Regions from separate parts of the Mus musculus genome. Here all the other regions are linked to region 1. The links are chromatin contacts, called in public HiCAR-type, HiChIP or PLAC-seq and promoter capture Hi-C maps. All regions are on one chromosome and are shown on one strand. Each heading gives the region's core, a stretch centred on a gene start, on an enhancer-like site or on the middle of the called end of the contact. The rest is flanking DNA. Distances are from core to core; before and after follow the strand shown.

What was found. Promoter capture Hi-C pulls out the DNA fragments that hold promoters and counts their contacts. HiCAR-type assays count read pairs that join an accessible place to other places. HiChIP or PLAC-seq counts read pairs in DNA pulled down with a chosen protein or histone mark.
Region 2: a contact with region 1 is called in a promoter capture Hi-C map of hippocampal neurons, with 12 times the contacts expected there. The contact joins the enhancer-like site here to the promoter of Cadm2 in region 1. A contact is called at or near these places in 1 of 39 promoter capture datasets (hippocampal neurons), 1 of 484 Hi-C or Micro-C datasets (cortical neurons) and 4 of 115 datasets of contacts at active chromatin or transcription factors (SST interneurons, astrocytes, embryonic forebrain and 1 more).
Region 3: a contact with region 1 is called in a HiCAR-type map of astrocytes, with 8 times the contacts expected there. The contact joins the promoter of Gbe1 here to the promoter of Cadm2 in region 1. A contact is called at or near these places in 2 of 39 promoter capture datasets (cranial neural crest and hippocampal neurons), 1 of 484 Hi-C or Micro-C datasets (embryonic stem cells) and 2 of 115 datasets of contacts at active chromatin or transcription factors (astrocytes and forebrain).
Region 4: an H3K27ac HiChIP or PLAC-seq map of SST interneurons shows a contact between it and region 1, with 30 times the contacts expected there. The contact joins the enhancer-like site here to the promoter of Cadm2 in region 1. A contact is called at or near these places in 4 of 39 promoter capture datasets (cranial neural crest, frontonasal cranial neural crest, hippocampal neurons and 1 more), 2 of 484 Hi-C or Micro-C datasets (cerebral cortex and forebrain) and 4 of 115 datasets of contacts at active chromatin or transcription factors (SST interneurons, astrocytes, embryonic forebrain and 1 more).

What each region holds. Positions count from the first base shown.
Region 1 is chr16:67,619,025-67,622,323 of GRCm38.p6, forward strand. Cadm2 (cell adhesion molecule 2) reads right to left here and starts at 1,884. Exons shown (of 10, transcript NM_178721.4): 1 at 1,147-1,884. The coding sequence starts at 1,207.
Region 2 is chr16:70,173,841-70,176,847 of GRCm38.p6, forward strand. No RefSeq gene overlaps it. Among named protein-coding and RNA genes, the nearest start is that of Gm36766, 50 kb to the right of the region's middle. Within about 2 kb of position 1,476, at least 16 of the 459 cell types and tissues checked have an H3K27ac peak or open chromatin away from gene starts, as enhancers often do. A contact at or near this core is called in cortical neurons and hippocampal neurons, where this site is marked.
Region 3 is chr16:70,312,265-70,315,404 of GRCm38.p6, forward strand. Gbe1 (glucan (1,4-alpha-), branching enzyme 1) reads left to right here and starts at 1,685. Exons shown (of 16, transcript NM_028803.4): 1 at 1,685-2,031. The coding sequence starts at 1,889.
Region 4 is chr16:70,567,366-70,570,277 of GRCm38.p6, forward strand. Gbe1 (glucan (1,4-alpha-), branching enzyme 1) reads left to right here. Exons shown (of 16, transcript NM_028803.4): 16 at 1,624-2,355. The coding sequence ends at 1,680. Among named protein-coding and RNA genes, the nearest start is that of D16Ertd519e, 48 kb to the right of the region's middle. Within about 2 kb of position 1,481, at least 16 of the 459 cell types and tissues checked have an H3K27ac peak or open chromatin away from gene starts, as enhancers often do. A contact at or near this core is called in SST interneurons and forebrain, where this site is marked.

The DNA.
Region 1 (3,299 bases), core at 634-3,133:
CATCCCACCTCCTCCATCCTCCAAAAGAGAAGGTCTGGGAGAAATGAGCCCAAATCCCCTAGCCGCTTTGCATCAGGACCAGTGATTTGCATAACTGTTTTGTGTGGTTTCCCTCCATTGCAGACGCAAGGTTTTTGCATTTCGCGTTGAAGGATGATATTAATTACGGAAAGAAGCGGCAGACAGAGGATAGACAGACAGGTAAAGATTCTGAGCGAAAATCCAAAGCAGTGAAGTAGCTGCCAGAGTGCATGCATTTCTTTGCTTAAAAAAAAAAAAAAAAGCAAACCACGCAGACTGGATAATAAAAAGTCGATGTGTTGATAAAGTGGATTTATGTCTTTTAAATTGTCCCTTCGCTCCGTTTTAAATTTCTTGTTTCATTCATATTCATATTCTCTCTCTCTCTCTCTCTCTCTCTCTCTCTCTCTCTCTCTCTCTCTCTCTCTCTCTCTCTCTCTCTCTCTTTCTCCGCTCGCTCGTACTCCTCTCTCTAGACCAGACAGAGTCTCCCTTCTCTTCCTAGGTGAATGACACGTCTCGCAATCCCCCACCCCCCCACCCCGGGGATGTTATTGCAATGCACACGGTGCCGCCGCTGCTGCTGTTCTTGCCGTCGCGGGAGCTTGCTTCCAGGCTCTCACACACTTTTTAAAAGACACATGGATGAGATGCTGGTGGGAAGAAGGGAAAGAGGAAGGCGACCCTAAAAGGGGAGGAGGTTAAAGAGATGACAAGAGGTGGAAAGGGTCGCTTAAGAGCGTGATGTGGGAGGTGGCTGGCGAGGGTGGGTGGGGGAATCGGAGAATGGAATGTTGAGACAGGCACAAGTTGCCAGCCACCCTGAGTGGGAGGGGGATGCTGGCGGGGATCGAGTGGGGTGGGATGAAGGCAGCTCAGGTGAATGAAAAGGCGAAAGGTGCCGCGTAAGGAGCTTTCTGCTACCAGAACTGGGCTGAGCCAGCGCTGGAGAAGCAACGGCTGGTGCAAACTGCCACTGCCCCCTGCAGCACCGGGGCGGAGGGGGAGGGACTGGAAACCGCCGGGCACTGGGGGATTGCCAGGGGAGAGTGGAAATACGGGGTGGAATGGCAAGGATGGGGAATGGGCGTGAAGCGATGCTCCCCACAGCGGGGCGGGGATTACCTTGTAACAGGAGCCCGCAGACACTGTAGAAGCGGAGAACCGCGCTGCGTTTCCAAATCATGGTCCCTTCTTTTAAGGGTCTGGGGAAGGATCGAGGGGGCAAGGAGATGCTGGTTGAGCGAACCACACAGTGCAAGGGCTCCGCTGGTGTCGTCCCCCCGGCTCCCGCCGGACCCACGGTACCGCCGCTGCTGTGTTCGAACCCGCGCGGAAGCTGGTTGCCGGCAGCAAAAGCGGCAGTGGCAGAGCACCCGCAGAATGGGGTTTCGGTGGGCTAAATAGTTTCTTCTCCTTCTGCTGCTGGTGGTGCAGCCCCGACAACCGATCTGCCCGGCACCGGTTTGGACCTTGCCTTCCTTTCGGAGCTCGAGGCAAGTCCCAGAGCCCGCCCGGAGGTTGCTCAGGCAGGTGATGCGGAGATGCCGGGGTGTCGGGGAAGGTGCAGGCGAGGGCTGCAAGGAGTGGGTAGGTCACGGAAGGGAGGGGTGGGGGACAGGGGCAGCAAGCTGGCAGCACCGCCGCTCGCGCTCGGGTGTCAGAGTCCTGGGAGAAGAGGTGGGCAGCAGTGGTAGCAGCGCTTGGTAGCGGTGGCAGCAGCGGCGGCGGCGGCTCCCGGATGCTCCGGCTGCAGCAGCAGCAGTGGCGGCGGCGGCGGCGGCGGCGGCGGCGGCGGCGACGGAGGCGGCGGCGGCGGCAGCGGCGGCAGCAGCAGCTCTAGCGAGCACCAGACACAAGGGCAAGCTCAGCGCCGCGAAGGCCCCGCCCCTACCCTGGCCAGGGATAGGCTCCACCCCCTGACCAATAGGAACACACCCACCCACCACACCGGGCCAATGACAGAGAAGGGTGGGAGGAGACAAGCGCCGGGAAAAACAAACAGGCTTCTCAAGGACCCTTCGGGCAGGAAGCTCTGAAGCCCCCTTTCACGCACTCAGGACTGGTGTCACCTCCTTAAAGGTGGCCACGTGCTAACTTGCAGGGAAGACAGCCCTGTTCATGAACAGGTGCTGAGCCCTGGAGAAGAATTCAGCCAATCGCCACCGCGAGGGGGCGGGGTTAGCTGGATCTTCCCCCCCCCCCCCCACCACCACCACACACCCCCAGCACCATCCCATCCCACACCCCTAGGTTCTGGAATCCGATGTGCCTGGGCACGGTCCTGGGTGCGAAGTTCTTCTGAGCATTTGGACTCCTAGAGCAGATGGTGGCTTCACCTGCCCACTCACCAGCTGCAGTAGCAATCTTCAATGCTCCCAGCCGCAAAAGGGAGAGATTACAGAGGGCGTGGGAGAGGCTAAGTATAGGGCGCTGAACACCTACCTGCCTGCAAGAACTTGGGGAAGCAGAGATTTAGAAGTAAAGGAAAAAAATCACTTTGTTGTTGTTGTTGTTGTTTTTTCTTCAAAAAGTTTACGTATACCACGTCCACTTCTCCACATAGCTCTGGGAGTGACTGTATAGGGACTGAGATCCGGTTCAAATCCCATAGCTGTCTCTTTGGTTTCATAATGCTTTTGTGGTGGTATTTCTGAAGCCTTCTCAACTGAAAAAGATGATAGTAATAGTTCTCTTACCATGTAAAGAGCAAACATGTAACTGGGGCCCGATAGTTTGTCTGCTTTGCGAAGAATAGTGTAGCTGTGAAGAGGATTTTTCCTAATTAAAAATAACAGGGAATCTTATAAAATTTCTTTTAAAATGCCAACAATACTCCTAAGAAGAAAGAAGAGGAAATGTGTTTCATTCGAGGGTGTGACATAAAGTGGTCAGGAAGAATCACTTAATACAAACCACGAGCTTTAGAAGTCCAGCTTTAAATGAGCAAGACAAATTATTCACAAGTTTTTCTAACCGAGATTAATTCGTAGTTTTTTCTCCCTATGACCAGTTTTTAATTGGACCAAATTAGCAGATGATGGAAGAGTTCTGGTGTGTTGAATCAGTCACAACGTAAATAGGTCGGCTTTGTTAGATAACACACAATAGAAGCTTGCAACCAAAAAGGACTGAGGCAAAGATGAGAGGAGAGACCTATAGGGATGCCCTTTGCCCTTTCTCAAGACTGCTGCTTCCTTTGCGGCAACTTTTTATGAGCAACCCTTAAAGCCTTTTAGGTAATGACCCATTCATATCTCTACTCAACTTTCTCCATA
Region 2 (3,007 bases), core at 226-2,725, 2.6 Mb after region 1:
GCACACACACACACACACACACACACACACACACACACACACACACACAGAGAGAGAGAGAGAGAGAGAGAGAGAGAGAGAGAGATACATGTTGGTTCCTATTGCTCATTTGTTGCCTAGAACTTTTGTTGTTTACTCTTTAAATCCTCTGTCAGTCAGGTATATGGCAACGATTTGTGCTATTTTGTGGGTTAGCTCTTTACTTTCTAAATTTTCAGTTCTGAACAGAAACTTCTATTTTGTTGTTTTCATTTTGGAAACGGGGTTTCTCTGTATAGCCCTGATTACTCCGTAACTCACTCTGTACAGCAGACTAGCCTCAAACTCAGAGATGCACACACCTCTGCCTCCTTCAAGGGTTTTCCCTCTCTCTGCTTCCCTTTAATAATTTCAAAGTGTCAGGTCTAATGCTCATATCTTCAATCCATTTCCAGTTGGTTGCTTTACAATGTGAGAGATAGAAATCTTTATTCCTCCTGTTTCCCCAATACCACTTAATAAAGAGACAAATTTAAAAGAATAGTAGATGGTCTAATGCATAGTTCTGAATTTCAATTGGAAATTGAGAAAATAACAATAATTTTCCAAGTACACAGGTAAAAACTTTTAGAGGAAAACAGAGTCAAAATACTTCAAGATACATGAAAGTATCAAATCATTTGACTAATAACTAGGATAATAAACTGAATATAAGTCTCAAAGAAGGAAGTACAAATAAGCAATACATATTTGAAAAAAAGTTCAATATTCTTAGCCAATAGGAAACTACAAATAAAACTATATTGAGATGCCACATCATCTGATCATCAAGGACAGCCTGATATTGTATAAACACAAATAACATTATACAGACTGAACTTGTAAAGGGCTTGTACATGCATTTGAAGAAGTATGTGTCTGTCTGTGTGTGTGTGTGTGTGAGAGAGAGAGAGAGGCAGAGAGAGAAGCACAGAGAGAGAGAGAGACAGAGAGAGAGAGAGAGAGAGAGAGAGAGATTTTGGGGAGAAGCAGTTATATGCTGTCTTAAAGACCTGCAAAAGGAATGTTTTCCTCTGGAGGGAACAACCAATCTTGCTAAAAAGCTACTAATAGGTGAAATATTGTCACCAGACCCAGGGAAAATCACTAGCAGGCAAGATGATAATTTTATTTGAGGAGAGAGAGACAGAGAGAGACAGAGAGAGCCAGCCCAAGAGGAGAGGATATGTGAATTTTAAGTAACATTAACAAACCATCCCCCATTTTTCCTTAGACCCAATGTTTTCTAAGTCTCTCAGGCATGGTTGGACACTAAGTAATATTGCAAAGATAAAGAGTATCCTTAAAGGGGTTTATAATCTGAAGACAAACATTCATAAGGAACCAGCTTTAAACATTCATTCCAGAAACTAGAGAGACATACGGTGTTGTGGGTGTGAGCAGAAGAGAACACCAGCTTTTTGCCTTCTATTTTTGATTCTCACGTGCAGAGTTTCTTTAAACGTGCTGTTTCTTCAGGTGACATAAGGACACCGTAACTTACAAAGGAGAGGCGGTCAGCACAGTACATAGCGTGTGAATTCCAGGAAGACGTTTGCTTCTAACACAAACAGTGCATCTTTTCCTTATCAGCAAATGGGGGTTCTGCAGCTCAGATGCAGTTTGCCTGTTACATCTCCCCAGCCCTGAGCTCAAAAGAAAACAACCTCTCCAGTTATATCCAGGGCCCAAACCATAAACCCACCGACAGAAAACTGTCTCAATGTGGTGTGGCTCCTTTAGCCAACCCTCTTGTTTTTCCCCTAGTTGTTTGTGTTTCTCTCTGCTAACAAAGCTCCTTTAGCCCTTAAGAGGTCGTAAACCTAAGTGGAGAGTCGCTGGATTTTCTTGCCAGGGAGTGTTGCCTTCAGCAAGGACAACCCTCCAAATGGATCTCCTCCTCTCTCCATAGAAATTTCTCACTGTTCTCTCTGGCTGTCTTTCCTATGGGGGACAGGGGAAGGTTAATTGGTAGTTTTTTCTTTGAATATAAATCTATTTAGCGAGTTATTTGATTATTTTGATGTTAGTTTTAGAAGGCTAGTTTGCAGAGTGCCCTTTTGTTTTCTTTCTTTTATTTTGAGATTTATTTTTAAATGTAGATGCATATAAACCAAGTCCAGGTCTGTTTCTAAATTATTTAATCGAGTAGACATATTTCGCCAGGCAGCTTATCCTTGCGGCTCAGTGTGTGTCTGTAAAAACTGGAAAGAAAATAATAAAAATGAAAGATAAAAAAAAAGCATGGATAAAAATCTCTTGCACAGAAGGAACTCAGATCCAGTTCTCAATTTTATGTGAACTATGATACATAAGAAAGAGGTTATAAAATACCAAAGATTCAAAGTTTGTCCTTAAGTTCAGTAAACTCAACTAAACATCAGTTCCTGGAGTCACCACTCCCTATGTTCGACCTCCTGTCACTCTTCACAAGCCTCCTGATGTTTTCTTACACAGCTCTTGTGATAGTCTGAAACGTGGCTCTTTAAACTTGTTAATTAACCCCCTGTACCCCAAGAAAAAGTAGATTCCAAGAGACAAGGAACCACGTTTGACATTTTCCTTATAACTGAAGCATCTTCTCCAAAAATGGAGATGGGTAAGAATTTTATAAATATTTGTTCAACAACAAGAACAAAAATCCGGAAGTGGGCAAATGTCAGTGTAGAAATATTCAACTTCCTAAAACACTAGCTGCTGAGTTTAGAGAACATCCATCACGGTTTGGTGTCATCCTACGTTGGTATAATATCTCTGTCTCAATTATTTGCAAGTGTTTTTAAATAGAGGGAGGGAAAACATGTCAGCTCATTCTTCATTCCCTTCAAGAAAACCTGGCTGCCAGACCTGGTGTTTTGCCTAATAGACTGAGTGGATTCACATCTTCTTTTCAAACAATTCTACAACCTCAAGTATAAAACTGCTATTGCAATTCCCTTGCATGTGTCTTCCCTAGTTCACCTTTCCTTTGTGTTTGTTTATCTGCTTA
Region 3 (3,140 bases), core at 435-2,934, 2.7 Mb after region 1:
TGCTCACAGAATTCTGTCAGATCCTGAAAGGGCCATGCCACTACAGTACAAGGGAACTGGATAGTGAAGGTAGTGACTACAGGTTGTTTAAGTGTTTTAAGGAAAGCCACGTTTATATTTCACACTTAAGTGAAACGTCATGCCATTTAAATTTTTACTGAGATTATTTGATGTGTACTATAGAGTTTAGCTATTCTAATTATGTAAAACTGGCAGCATCAGTATCTCTTGAACGTAGTTAAAAATATATTCTGGTACATGGACCCCAAACTCAGAATGCACATTTTCACTAGGTGACTCATATCAAGGTCACATTGGGAAATACTGGTACAGGGAGTGGGTAAAAATGGTAATTTATGGGTGATTATCAGTCTGTATAAAAGTGATAAAAGCTGATTTTAGGTAGTGTTTATTCAGGAAAACTTTATTTTTATTTTCTCACCCCTTCCCTTTTCCCTTCCTAATCAGTGCTTTGGTTTTACCTTAACAGGTGAACGCTTATGCTATGAAGAAGATAGTTGGTTCAGGTTTCTTAGTCAGCCAAGTGGAAATTTCAGTGTGAAGTGATGAAAATTTAGAGTTATGAAAGTAAAAAATGAAGTTACAGAATTGGGTGTCTACTAGGTACTTTATTTCTGGGTTCAAGCCCCCCCCCATTTGTAGATATATATATACCTTTATCTAAGACCTTTAGCTATTCACATCGAAGTGAATATTTTTCTTTCTTAAGTTCATCACAAACCCTGTTTTAAATGTTTATATCCCAAGGCTGGTCAATACTGTTCCTTCTTCCTAGACGCTAAGATTTTACTACACTTGATCTTAGCCAAAAGGCCGAGAAGCGATAGGATTTTACATTTCCAGATTTCAACTGAGAAAATTATACTCAAGCCTGTCCAGTTTTGAGGTGCAAAGTAACTTGCAGCCTCCTGAGTAGCAGCGTCCATTTCTCCTTGTGTCAAAATCTGTATTCTTAAAAAAAAATTTTTTTGTATGTCTGTGTATCAGTATATATGTGGCAGGGTGGAAAATATTTGAAAGTTGGTTTCCTCTTTCCAGACCGTGGGTTCTGGGAATATAATTCCAGTTATATGCCTTGTGGCAAGCACTTTTTACCTAGTGAGCCATCATGGCATCAAGCCCCCATTCTGTATTCTTGCAAAGGAACCACTGGACAGAAAGGACACAGGGTAGTTATACTTGGGAGCTTGGCCAGAAAAGTTTTTGCTTCATCACTGTGATTAAGCAGGAGAGTGCAGTCCACTTTAATGATGTTCTCCCAGTCATGTCTCATCAAAGACAGTTTGGTTGGTGAAACACAAATGCCTGATTTCAGTACAGGGAACCAGGAAAGTTCTTGTTCTTACTGTGACTTCAGGGACCTGGCTGGCTATCCATGCTTATCTATGCAAAAATCTTTAAAGACTCTCTTGGTTAAACTCTTGAGACACATTAAGGTTAGGGCCGTAGGGTTGTTAAATGACATTAAGATTCTAAATAGTTTCGCGTTGTCGACTTTTAACCGTGGTCCAGGTGAATTTCCCACTTTTTGAAAACCATCGCCCTAGGAAAAACAAAACTCAGAAATGAGAGCAGGTGTTTGAGGAGAGGTGACCACCGGGCAGGAAGGGGAAGGGACAGGGACTGGTGAGACCCGCCTCCCGGTGGCCAGCCAGCACAGTTCAGGGCTCCAGGGGCCGGCCCCGTGAGTGGGCGGGGGCCCGCGCTGAGGACGTGTGTCCCGGGCTCACCCTGGCCCGCTCCGCCGCTATAAAGGGCAAGTCCCCGGCGGCTCGCCTAGGCTCGCCCGGCTCCGCCCTGCCGCTCGCACTCCACTCGGCCCACTCGACCCTCTCGGGCCTCGGCTACTCGGGCTGCTGCGGCGAAGATGGCGGCGCCGGCGGCTCCTGCGGCAGGGGAAACGGGCCCCGATGCTCGTCTGGAGGCCGCCTTGGCCGACGTGCCGGAGCTGGCCCGACTCCTGGAGATTGACCCGTACCTGAAGCCCTTCGCCGCGGACTTCCAGCGCAGGTACCCGGGGGAACCCCTCCACCGCCCTCCGCCTGCGGCCGGCCTTCCCGCGTGCGCGCGCGCGCCGCCCGACTCCCCCCTCTCCGCGCGGCCCCGCCCCCTCGCACGCCAATCATGCGGTGGGCGTGGCTCCGGCTTCCCGGGGGAGTTCCTGAACTTTTCTGCTGCACGTCCGCCCCGTGCTCGCTCACTTGCTCGCAGTCCCTGGCCGCGCGTCCTCCCCTACGTGCTGGGACAGGCAGCGCTGCAGCCACGCAGCGGCTTCCGGGACTCACAGGCCACCCCCCTCTGGTCCTGGGAGTTGCAGTGGTCGTGACCCAGGGCGTGTGTGATTTTGCTTTTCCAACTTTGTAGTCTACTTCCGAGCAGCGTTTGTGCAGTCTTTCAGGCAGTCTTTCAACATCTTGCACCCTCCTGTTTGCTCTTGTGAGTTCATTAATCTGCGTTTCACTTTAATCGTTGGTCAGATCTCTTCTCCCTTAAACCAACATCGAAGAGCGACCTTTGCGGGTGTTTGACCTTAGCTTCCAGGAGAGTTAACAGGGCATGGATGGCTTAACTTGCAGAGCCCAATTCAAAAAGTATAACTCCTCTCCCACCAGGCTTCCCACTTATCAGAAATTTATAATTGCAATCTGCTCAGGTTAAGATTGAAAATTAAAGTAGCTAGTATATAAATTAGAGTAGTTATGAGTCGATTGCAAGTATTTTGCTGCAGTCATATTTGTCATACTAGTTTCTTCTTTAAAGCCTAGATACTACAAAAATCAAAACTACCTTGGCACCAGTCAATTTGTCATATTTGTCATACTAGTTTCTTCTTTAAAGCCTAGATACTACAAAAATCAAAACTACCTTGGCACCAGTCGATAGACTCTTTTTTAATCATAGAAAACATAGAACTAGTTGGTGGCATTGGTGATTATGAACATGGGTTGATGTGACTTGAAAACACAAAGACCCTTAAAGCTCAACGACCTAGCTTTGTCATGTTATTAAATGTATTCACTTAAGTCACTTTCTAGAAAACCAATATTCTCAGATTCTAAAACAGTAGGCATTATAAACTGCTCATTCCAGAGTTTACATATCCTAATACAGGAACCCTC
Region 4 (2,912 bases), core at 231-2,730, 2.9 Mb after region 1:
GCAAACCAGATCGTGACACTGGACTAAGTAGTGGCTATTGGCATTTGTTAAATTTTTAACAGATGAAAATTATTTTCCAAATGACTGTTACATTTAAGGAAGGATGAGAAAATTGCCTCTAGACATTGCATTCATAGCAGAATTTTATTTAAACTACATCTTTTAACATGAGCTATCTTTTAATGTTTAAAACTAGCCAGTTCCATTGGTCTGCCTGACTTTTGCAAGCATAATTGGGATTCTTTACTGTAGATATCTTAGACAAGAAATAGTGAGGTCATTTGCAAAGTTAAACGGCAAATGAGATTATTTTTTGTTTTTCTTCATAAAGCCATGTTTCTTGTCGTTTTTAATTTGGTTGTAAACTATAAGAGACATTTTTAAAGTGTCAAGTGTTTGTGTAGAGGTGAAATAACTGAATATAGTAAAATATTAACAAAGAAATGGAGAGAGGTCTCATAATGACATCAGTGATCTACAATTATTATTTTATTATTTACATTGCTACTTCTTAAGTGTGTTATGTAGAAAATAAATCAGGTCACACAGTTCATTAGTTATAAATTTTATAAAAACTATGTTATGAGTAGTAATTTTAGAGGAATTTTTGGAAGTGTGTTCCTCAAGTAGTTACAATTTTTTTTTTTTTAATGCAGCCATTATTTGGACCCAACTTTCCTAATGGCACCTGATAGCTATGAAAGACCAAGTGATATTTTACCCCCACTTCCTTAAAGTGGTAAGAGGATAGATATCTGGAAAGAGAAAGAAAGAAAGAAAGAAAGAAAGAAAGAAAGAAAGAAAGAAAGAAAGAAAGAAAGAAAGAAAGAAAGAAAGAAAGAAAGAGAAAGAAAGAGAAAGGAAGGAAGGAAGGAAGGAAGGAAGGAAGGAAGGAAGGAAGGAAGAGAGGGAAACGAAATACACAAATTACGTGAAAGGACCCGAAGGAGCCAAACGGCTGTGTGATTTAAATGGAGTGGAGAACATTCAATATGTGGTGGTGTCCTAGGGTAACCTGGCCATCGAGCTACGGATTGCTAAGGCCTGAAAGCTATAGAAACCAGGGAACCAGGGAAAAGTTTAGAGCATAAGATACCTTCCGGACAAGATTCAGAGGCGTTTAGACTCCTATAGCTGTAGTGGGAGTGTGATAGAAACCATAAGGGCAGATCGCAGTAAGATAAGAGTGTGGAAAGCGTATGACCTATCTCAGAGAAAGGGTCCTTTATTTTGTTTGTTTCTTATTTTGTTTTTTCTTTAATTGGGTTAACATTATTGAGTGCCTGACTATTGTATTTATTCTTCCAATTACAACAACGGTGTGAACTGCACGCAGCCCTTGTACACCAACTAATAGTGAGATTTAAGTTTGAGAGCCCTTGACTTCATTCCTGTAAGGAATTGAATCTTTTGTAAATAGTTTGGAGCCCTCTAGTGGTTACTGTTGTAATAGCCCTTGCTGCCAAAACTGCTGAATGAATTTGAGCCTTCCGATGGCTGGTAGAATTCCGTGAATCACTGATTACAGTCCTGTGAGAGACTGCGTGGTATATATGTCACTTTGATTTTACGACAGCTTGTTCAACATTTCTTTTAATTACACCGTTGCGATTGTGTTGACAGGTGTACATTCCAAGCCGAGTGGCTCTCATCCTTCAGAATGTGGATCTGCAAAACTGAAGAGACCTACACTCAGCCCATCTCACGCCGACGTGTTGCCGCTGATCCCCCTCACAGTGTTGATAGCGTGTAAGCTTTGCAAAACACTGCTGTCTAGCCAAAACATCAGGCTGGAACTCAGCGTTGGAATACGCAAACATATAAGTTGCTTATGAAGGATGTGCTTAAAATATTAGCAACGTCTATTTCAAAGCCATCCAAGAAATTAGGATTTGCAAATGAAGTGTAGCACATGATAATTTTTAAATATTACTTTTCTGGCAAAGCATTCGATTCTTTCATTTTAAATTTGAATTATTCATCAGGCATGATTATTTTGGCTGTAGTAAAAATATTTTTTGAGATAGATATTTGGTGGCCTTATTTGTTCTATATCTACTTGTCTTAATGATGAGGTACTGAGTTTGTTTCTTTGCTGTGTTTTTTAATTGTGTTTAGAAATACTGTATTAAACACATAGCACTAATATAAAATGAGAATCTTATAAAAGATGATATAAAAATTCGTATCTGTGCCTCACTTTGCATTAAGTTCTATCTTGTACTCTCCTGTCCGTATACTGTTTCAGTAGACGCTGATATTTCACTCTTCTGAAGACTTGAAGTGGTCATTGTAGCATTTCTGATAATGTCTTTCACTTTCATCAATAAAAAGAAAAATGCCAAATTGCATTGACTAATGTGCTTTTTATTATGCTATTATAAGGAATGATTTCCAAGAAATATTAGTGAGCTTTATCTCAACTCTGATGTGTTCTCCATGTAGAGTCGCATATGTATAATGGAGCAGGCCGCTAATTACCTTTTCTAACCAGTCGAAGCATTGTGTAACCTAAAATCAGAGAAACCAGGCTCCTGGGATGTGGCTCAGTGGCCTAGAGCACTTGTGAAAGCCAGAAGAGCTGTGCTCAGAGGTTGGGGAAGTTATTTGGTGGTTATTCGGTTATTTAATGATGGACTGCATCTGTAGGTGACCTGAGTTTAGTTCCCTGCACCACACTGGGTAGCTCACAGCTGCCTAGAACTCCAGCTACATCGTCTCCAACGTAACTTTCTGCCTTCCAAGATTAATCAAACTCATATGTATAGATCTACATGCAGGCACATATGCATAATTAAAAATAAAACCTTTACCAAGAGATGATGCAAGTTCAAATCCCTAGCACGTCCATTAAAACTCGGACTTACTGTGTACATGGATAGCCCAGGCATTAGGCAAAGATGACAGGCAAA